Regions from separate parts of the Danio rerio genome. Here region 2 is linked to region 1. A link is a contact called in public Micro-C data. All regions are on one chromosome and are shown on one strand. Each heading gives the region's core, a stretch centred on a gene start, on an enhancer-like site or on the middle of the called end of the contact. The rest is flanking DNA. Distances are from core to core; before and after follow the strand shown. Region 1 overlaps sorbs2a (sorbin and SH3 domain containing 2a). Region 2 holds the start of tlr3 (toll-like receptor 3).

What was found. A called contact is a pair of places that touch in the nucleus more often than the background predicts.
Region 2: a contact with region 1 is called in a Micro-C map of caudal fin, with 6 times the contacts expected there. The contact joins the promoter of tlr3 here to the enhancer-like site in region 1. A contact is called at or near these places in 4 of 18 Hi-C or Micro-C datasets (caudal fin, hematopoietic stem cells, skeletal muscle and 1 more) and 1 of 4 datasets of contacts at active chromatin or transcription factors (caudal fin).

The regions. Positions count from the first base shown.
Region 1 is chr1:19,321,866-19,326,252 of GRCz12tu, forward strand. All of the region lies in intron 11 of sorbs2a (sorbin and SH3 domain containing 2a), which reads right to left. Among named protein-coding and RNA genes, the nearest start is that of pdlim3a, 45 kb to the left of the region's middle. Within about 2 kb of position 2,661, at least 11 of the 62 cell types and tissues checked have an H3K27ac peak or open chromatin away from gene starts, as enhancers often do. A contact at or near this core is called in caudal fin, where this site is marked.
Region 2 is chr1:19,427,873-19,432,259 of GRCz12tu, forward strand. It overlaps tlr3 (toll-like receptor 3), which reads left to right and starts at 2,514. Exons shown (of 5, transcript NM_001013269.3): 1 at 2,514-2,715; 2 at 3,663-4,143. The coding sequence starts at 3,703.

The DNA.
Region 1 (4,387 bases), core at 1,411-3,910:
GACCGTTTTTTAACAGCAATTTTTTACAGTGTATATATATATATATATATATATATATATATATATATATATATATATATATATATATATATATATATATATATATATATATAGGTTAAGGAAACAACATAGGAGGAAGTTGCTTTGGGCCTTGGTGCAGATGAAAAGTAAAAAAAAAGTGTATTTATATATAAAGATAGTTAGGTAACTACATAGAATAGACAGAGATAGATTGATCTGTGTAAAAGCTGCTGATCCGTTGCACTTACGAACACTCTGCACTTACGAACACGCTTGCAGCGTAAAACAGACGTATCAAAAAATGCTTTATCATTATGAAGGGCAGTAATACAGTCACACAATTATATGTATTTTTAATTAAAAGTGTATTATTGTAGACAAAGCCTCAGCAGCATGTTAAGTGCAACATCATACCTTATTTTGAACTTTTCAATGAATAAACAAAAATGTTGCTGTGAGTATATCGGGGCCTACAAATTGTCATTGTGGTGGTGTTAAGTGCTATTGTACTGTTTTCAGTGTGCAAACACAGATTCCTTTGTTGTTAAAATAAGTTTTTATAAAGCCAGTGTGCACATGTCAAAACTTTAACTACACACACACGCGCGCACTTGTCGTTACACAGCAGCAAGTGTGTACAGGACAAGGAGATTATAGCCTAGCATGCCAATCTGCCGCACCCTCACACAACTTACCGGCCGTCCAAACTCCAACTCGGAAAAGAATTTAAACCAAGGCTCGTTCTCTAAATCTATGTCATCTGGGTTTAAATCAAATGTCTGGAGCAAGAAGCAACACAGAAGAGTAGAGGTAAGCAAAGAGAAAAAACAATGAGAGGAAAAGAAAAATGGCAGTTAGGGTAACCCAGGTTTACTATAAATGCTAAACCAAACATAAAATACGTTGCTCTGGGTACATTGTGTTACATGTTTGAGATGACAAATCCAATAGAGGGCGCTGTCTACAATTTTAAAATCTAAAATACATTACTTAGGGTAATGGATTCAATCTTGAGTGCCCTGTATAACAGTACATAGTGAGCTACAGAGCAAGCTGACCGCAGCGGAAAATGTGTCCATATAAAGACAGAAAGGTGAGGCAAAATGTATTCTATTACAAATTATGAACCACATTTAGGTTTATTGTAGTATTTATGTTGGGTTATGCAAAGAATTACATGAAAATAATCCTTTATTCATTGATTTTATGTCCCTATAAATATCATTATTGTAAAAAAGGAACAAAATTTGTTGGAATCATACTGCCCCTTAGTATTCATTTGACTTAGAAGCCACAGTCAAACTTATGCTGATGTATGTTCTTGCTATTTCAAAAAAGTATAGGCTGAGGCAAGTATTTCCAATGAGCTTGCGTTGATTAAGGAGCATCCAAATATGGCACGATGGGTAAAGAACAGATGAGGATAGGGTGGCCCATCTCTCTCTCACTCTCTAAACGCTTTCATTTATAACAATTACCAGGGAAAGGTAACTAAATTGCTTTGGCTCCCATTGACTACAAATGTATTTACATTAAAATTAGAGAACATGATTATTTCAATCATTTCAACATTGGGATGCGAAAATAAGGGATACAAGAATGTCCACTTTCGCTCCGATTCAAATCATGTGTGCAGAATCCGTTTGGGAAACAGCATCTATTTATCAATATGGAGCACGTCTGACAGTCACGCACCACTACATGAATTGACTGTTTTGAGGACTGCAGAGGAGGGGCGGGCAATGGTGTAATTGAAAGGAAGGGACTCCTGCCGTTTTTATATTTTTTTCAAAGTGTTTTCATGCCTAAATTAAATGAAAGCACAGAATAGATTCATTTATATATAAGAGCAAAGGGCGCTCCTAGGTGGTTCAGCAGTATGGGTTGCGTATAGGGAGGATCGGCTCTTTGATGTTTTTTTGCCACCCTTCATAAAAAAATTAAAATACAGGAGATATACGGGAAAATACTTTTACAGGATGATAGTGAGATAAATTGTAAAATAAGGGAGAATCCTGGGACAAATGGGTGAAAATGGCTTACCCTCCTTGCAACACCTAGCAACACCATGGCAACAACCTAGAACACCTTAGAAACCTTCTAGCAACACCTTAGCAACAACCTAGAACACCCTAGCAACGCATTAGTTGCCACTCAGAACTCACTAGCAATGCCCTAGCTAGAAACATGCCAATCCATACTAGAATGTGCTAACACATGCTAACATGTGTAGTGATCTATCAATGCCAGCTATTTAAAACTTCTTAAAAACTACTTTAATTATTAAAACTTTTAAACTACTTCAAACTTTCAGACTAGGCGTTCTCAAGCCACCATAAAGTTTGTCTACAAACTTTACTTTTCTAGCATTATACTGTGCTTCGAGTATATGCTTAAAAACTACTGCTCTTTTACTTCTGTTAGGTTAGCTTAAAACAAATCTAATCAGTCATATTGAAATTTTAGGTCTACCATCTCCCCTACTATTGGTCTATACAATGGAAGTCAACGGGAAACAAAACTGTTTAGCCCTCAACATGGGATAGAAAATATTTCTTCTGATTTCCAACTGATAGAACTTTTCACTACAAGAGTTGTGCCTTTCAACTTTATTCAGCAGGGGGAGACATTGAGCTTCTTCCTCCTGTTTCTCTCTCTCTAAAGCCTCTTTTTCTTTTCCCCGAGCTATGACTGTACATGCTGTGAAAGCTGCCCACTCATTTTGCCGCACGGGACATCTCCCACTGCCACATCCACTGTGTTTGTGCTGAGGGCAGTGCTGTGATTCAGCCTCCTGACATTTCTATCCTATTGTTCCCTGTGAACCGAGCTCCTGGCTATGACTCCACCGCTTTTGTCTGACACCCTTCCAGCTTTTTACATCTGCATTGCAAAACAAAAGTTCAGCCACTTTCAAAAGAGAAATGAAACACTGAGGAAAAACATCTATTGAACCAGTTTGTTCGTACAAACACAATCTTGACATTATTAGTGTAAGAATAGTATTGGGATATAATGTATTGCTGGCAAAATCCAAAGCTGCATCGTTAGCATGAATACCACAGCATAATGTTTCAGGTAAACCGCAGCACTATATAGCTCCAATTGATTGCTTTAAGTGCAAACATTTACCAATATTTTACCAACATGAACTAATATACAATAGAAAGAAAGCTTACTAAAGAACCACATTGCTCATGATAAGCAAACTTACGGCCGAGGGTCCACTATTTGGTCAAATGATCCGTGAAACGGAGGTTAAATCCTGTCTTAACACACATCCAATCAGCAGTTTGGAAACTGCTGAAGTTCTTCTACTGTAGTAAACATTAAGTGAAGCATGTGACGATTTCATAGACCTGAATTTAAAATGAAAATGAGAGTATTTATAAGACATGGTATAAGATTTATAAGATATGGTCATTTTGATGCTGTTTAAATATTTGGTGAGCTACTGTTTTAAAAGGAAGTAATATAAAAAATACACTCACTCACAATCATTTGACCTAGTTACTTATTCGTCAGGGGTTGCCACAACAGAATGAATCACCAAATACTCTAGCATGTGTTTAATGCAGTGGGTGCCCTTCTAGCCGCCTTAAAAATAACATAAAAATATTCCATTAATATAAATCCATATATGAGTAAACCGAAAAACATTTTTTTAAATAATTAATTTTGTATAGAAGTGTGGATGTGGTTAAAATGTATTGTACACTGTGGACACTGAGTGAAGCCTGCTGCAGCTGCTGGACAGCCTCTACAGCACACAGAACTCCATATTCTGCTCCATCAACACATGATTACTGCTTGCACAGTTTATAACTTCCTGTACTTTGTTCTGTTTCTTCATTGTTTGTGATTCTTGTTTTATTTTAACTTTAGTGTCTGTAATTTAAAAAAAAAAATAATAAAGCGTTTTAAAGTTTGCTATTTAATGTATATTATTTATTTAATAGTATAGTAATAGTAGCAGTAGTAATACCAGAATGGATTTTTTATAATTTTTTTAATCAAAAAAGCCCAATGCAATGGGTTAAACTATGTAACCCATTATTATATGGGTTATAAGTTGGGGTATTTTAACCTAACTATTTTTTCAGATTGGGAAAGCTGATTTCCAGCTTCCAGTCTATTCCAGCCTAGCATAATCCTTAAAAATAAAATTGTTTTGACCTAAAATGGAGGGTAGTGTAATTTTGAATGAGAGGAAGAACAAAAAGTTATCTGCAAAGCATATGAAGTTAAAGGAATACACTGAATATTCTAAATTGTTACAAATGATTAATTTAACTCTCATACTTTAATTCAAGCCTTTCTTTCTTTTACATAAAAATAGTCCCAATTATCTGTGAACAGAGAGTGA
Region 2 (4,387 bases), core at 1,264-3,763, 110 kb after region 1:
GTGGTCGAAGCCTTATGAACTAAAATATTGAGACGTGAATTGATCAAAATGAATAAAAAAATACATAAACAATTTGTTTTAATCAGAAATGATATGCTTTATTATTCATAATGAGAAGTAATGTACAAACCCTGGCAACAATTAAGGAATCTCAAAAATTAAATGACTAATTAAAATCAACATTTAAATCACTCGTTTTTTTTTTAACCTTCCTTCTGTTACTAAGCAAATCAAATGAAGCGAATGGGTTTGTATTATGACTCAAATAAATACATGTTTTGATTTAATATATACTTCATATTAAAAGAAAAAAAAAGATTTTAAATCATTAAGAATTGAGGAAAAAATATGGAATTGGCTTGTAATTTAAACCAAATTCTGACAGTACATATTTAATGATGCTAATTAGTCAGCAGTTAAAAGAGAGTGATTAAACACGTCATTGAGCTGTTGAACTTGGCTAATTAAAAAGGAAACATGGCCTTAACAAGAGAACTGTCTGTTGAAACAATGGAAAGGATAATAACACTCCTTCAAGAAGGAAGTCCAAATGCAAAATCAGCAAAAGATGTTGGCAAAACAAAAATGGAAAGATTATAGGTCAGGACAGAAAACTTACAACAAAAACAAATGGCAAAAACAAGAGCCAATGTGCATAATCAGGGCCGGACATGATTTGGGGGTGCTAAGCAATTCCAGGTATGGGGCCCATGCTAGTTTTGAAACACGAAACATTCTCTCTCTCTCTCTCTCTCTCTCTCTCTCTCTTTATATATATATATATATATATATATATATATATATATATACATACTAACTATATGTACAATAAGTGATTATTTGTGATTAGATTTTAATATTTGTATGTACAGTACGTAATAAATGTTCCACTATTTATGAGGGCCCCTGGTTTTGAAAAGAATAGTTAAAATTTCAATGGTTATAGACAGACATAAGATAGAACATTTATAAATGAGCTATATGATTAATTTAGGCAATTCTTGGCAATGGTCGAGAGCCCCCTGATTTCCCAGGGCTCTAAGCGGCTGTTTACCTTGCTTGTCGGTTAAGTCTGCCCATGTGCATAATGGTACTCATTGGCGGATATAGGCATGGGCAATATGGGCAATCACCCAGGGTAAAAAAGGACTACATTGTTCATTGTTCAATGCAAACTGTTGCAAACAATTTATATAGGCTGAATTTAAACAAAGAAATTAAGTTAAGCATGACTAAATTTAATTTGTTTGTTTAAATTCAGCCTATATAAATTGTTAAAATCCACTTACCTTAAAACTATTTAATAAATGCAATGAACATTTTTTTTCTGTGTAGGAGAAAAGCAATAAATTATTATTATTTTTTTTTTTTGGTGATTATTTAGTTTTTCAGGATGATAATGAGCACAATGTTACAGCTTTTCTTCAGGACATGAACAGCAAACAGTCCAATTGAAAATTTATGGTGAACATTTAAGAAAAAAAAAAAAAGTTCCAATAGATATTCTGTTTGCACAGCTGATCTGTCAACCACTATTTGAGAAAGCTGGTTAGAGGTTACTTGATGGTAACTTACTAATATGGTCCTTATGCATGTTGTCCAGTTGGACCCCACGTTAAACCAAGTCAGATTATATGGGAGATTCATATGGGCTAATTTGATGAGGCTGATTTGGAAACCATGGAGAAACCCATACTGGGGCCACATATTAATGTGGGCTTCCCCATATGTGGCCCATTTGACCCAGTAATAAAGAGTTTTACAAAATAATAAGGGCTCTTTAACAAAAAAAACCCTCTGGTCTGATTAAAAGTAATAATAATAAAAAAAACATGTGCAAGTTGCATGTTGTGCACAATCAATGTGCATATAAAGATACTTTACAACTACCCAAAATGTAAAGATATTTAGGTTTTCGTATTTAAGAACATGGATTGTTTGGGCATTAAATTATAGGGCCTAAAATGTATTTTTTTTTTTTTTTTTCATTTTAAAATCTCTGGCGCCATCAGCTGGACGGCTTATTTGATTGAATAATCTTGAAGGTGTTTGAAAGATTTTTAGAAGATTTAAATAAATCTATAATTTTGAGAAAAAATTAAAGTAGTTGTATTTTTATATTATTTATAAATTTATATTGTAATTAAAACTATAAAATATATCATAGAAGACACAAAGCCTAATCTGCGTGTGAGAAGCCTAGCAAAAAGGGGAAATCCCTTTCATTTTCTTCAGTTCCTTTCTTTCCTCTTTGTTAAAGACAAATTATTGAAGGGAAAAACTTTATTAGAAATAGCAGAAGTAATATGAAAAATGAATTTTATAATTTGAGGAAGTCGTTTTAGGATAATATTTGCTGAGAGGAAAATGTCAGATAATTGCATTAAGGATTTTGCAATATGGTTATATTTGCGTTAATATATAATATTAAAACAATGCATAATATTGGAAAATCTGTATAATGTATAACAATGTGACCCGAACTGTCCAATCTGAGTGATGATATTTGATATCTACTGTAGGACTACGTGATAGCTCCGCCTCTCTGTTTGTTTCACTTCTTAAGAAAGAGGAATTGTTCCTTTTGTAAAGGTTATTTTCTCCTAACACGTGAAGTTTATTTGGTTTCAAAAAAGAGGTCTGAGTTGCCATACCATATTGAACCACAACCAGACATCTGAGCTGAACCTGGGAAAGTAGATCGTCACCTATCAAGTAAGTCAGTGATAAACGATAGCATGCTGCATTAGCCTATTGTTAAAATATCATGTTAGCAGTTTTGTAAGTAGTAAAGAAACAATTAGGATATAGTTTTCTTCAGATGCACTGTCGAATATTTCTTAATATGACAATGAGACAATGGCTAGTTCTCTCATAACTCACTTTATATATGAAAGTTTAAATATAGAACTATATACATAATGTTTATAGAACAGACAAACAGTATTTAAATAGTAAATATTAGTGGTTTAAACCAGTGTAGTAAAGTGCATTATACTAAAAATTGTTTACAACACTTTGTTAAAGGAAGGTATTCTACATGCAGTTTTAACTATGAACTGATAAAATGTAATATAAAATGCAGTACTATTCAGTTTTTACTATAGTAAACTGTAATGTATTGTAGTATATCTACCTAATTGTAGAAAACTTAGCATTTTGGTCATTTTTTTTTTAATATTACAAAAGTTGTTGTCTTAACAGAACAACTATAGTAGAATTACTATAATAATTTACTATCTTAAAATCACTATAATACTATAAAATACTGTAGTACTTCTCATGTAGGTTAAAAGCAAATTATAACTGCAGATACTGCAAAAATTTAAACAACAATCATTTATTTTGACTAACATTAGGTTAAAATTACTTTCATATATTTTATATTGCAGCATTTGCATTTTTTTACCTGATGTACTAAAATAACTCGTTAAATTATTAGTTAATTAATAAAATATTTAAAAATATTAGGCATAAATTATAGAGCAGAATTCTAACCAACTAAAATCAAACTGAAAAGAACTTGAGTGAGTATCTTATGACTTCCCCATGTGACAGGAGGCTCTGGTCTTTATTTATATTTTATGATTTTATTGTATATTTTTCTATCAATCTTTAAGCCTGTGTACTGTATGTCAACAATAAAGTTATGCTTTTTACAGATTGACTTAGAGGGGAAAAAACTTTGAAAGGAAGGAAAATATGGATCTAATGAAACTCATATTATTGCCCTTGTTCTACGCTTGTTTTAGTGCCCACTGTGCAGGCACTACAAATGCACGCAAGTCAGCTTGCATGATTAAGAATGCCAAAGCAGACTGTAGTCATATGAATCTGGATGCAATTCCAACGGACTTACCTACAAATATTACCACACTGGATGTATCTCACAACAGACTTAAAACTCTGTCTTCTCTACACATGTACACAAATCTGGTGAATATAGATGCGAGCTACAACTCTTTAGCTGGCATAGAAAAGGATCTCTGTCTTTCTCTGCCGCACCTGCAATTTCTTAATGTGCAACACAATCAAGTGTATTTGATAAGCGAGAAAGACCTGAAAAACTGTTTTCATTTGACACAACTTGACCTGTCTGACAATAAGCTGAAGCTACAAGGGGAGCCATTCTCTCTCTTAAAGGTATGTTTTTACATTGTAGATACATTGTCTAGCACACAAGAAAAATATAGATAAATGCATTAGAAAGTTTAGTTTTTTTTAAGTGCTTGTTTTATCATTTACTAACTATGTTTATAGTCATTTAGGCTCAGCTGGAATATGGTTATCTAGCACTAATATTTGCATAGTTATATGTGCAACCTGACTGATAACAATTTTATATGCAACTGAATGTGTGAATATGGTGTGCCATTCTAATGAATGT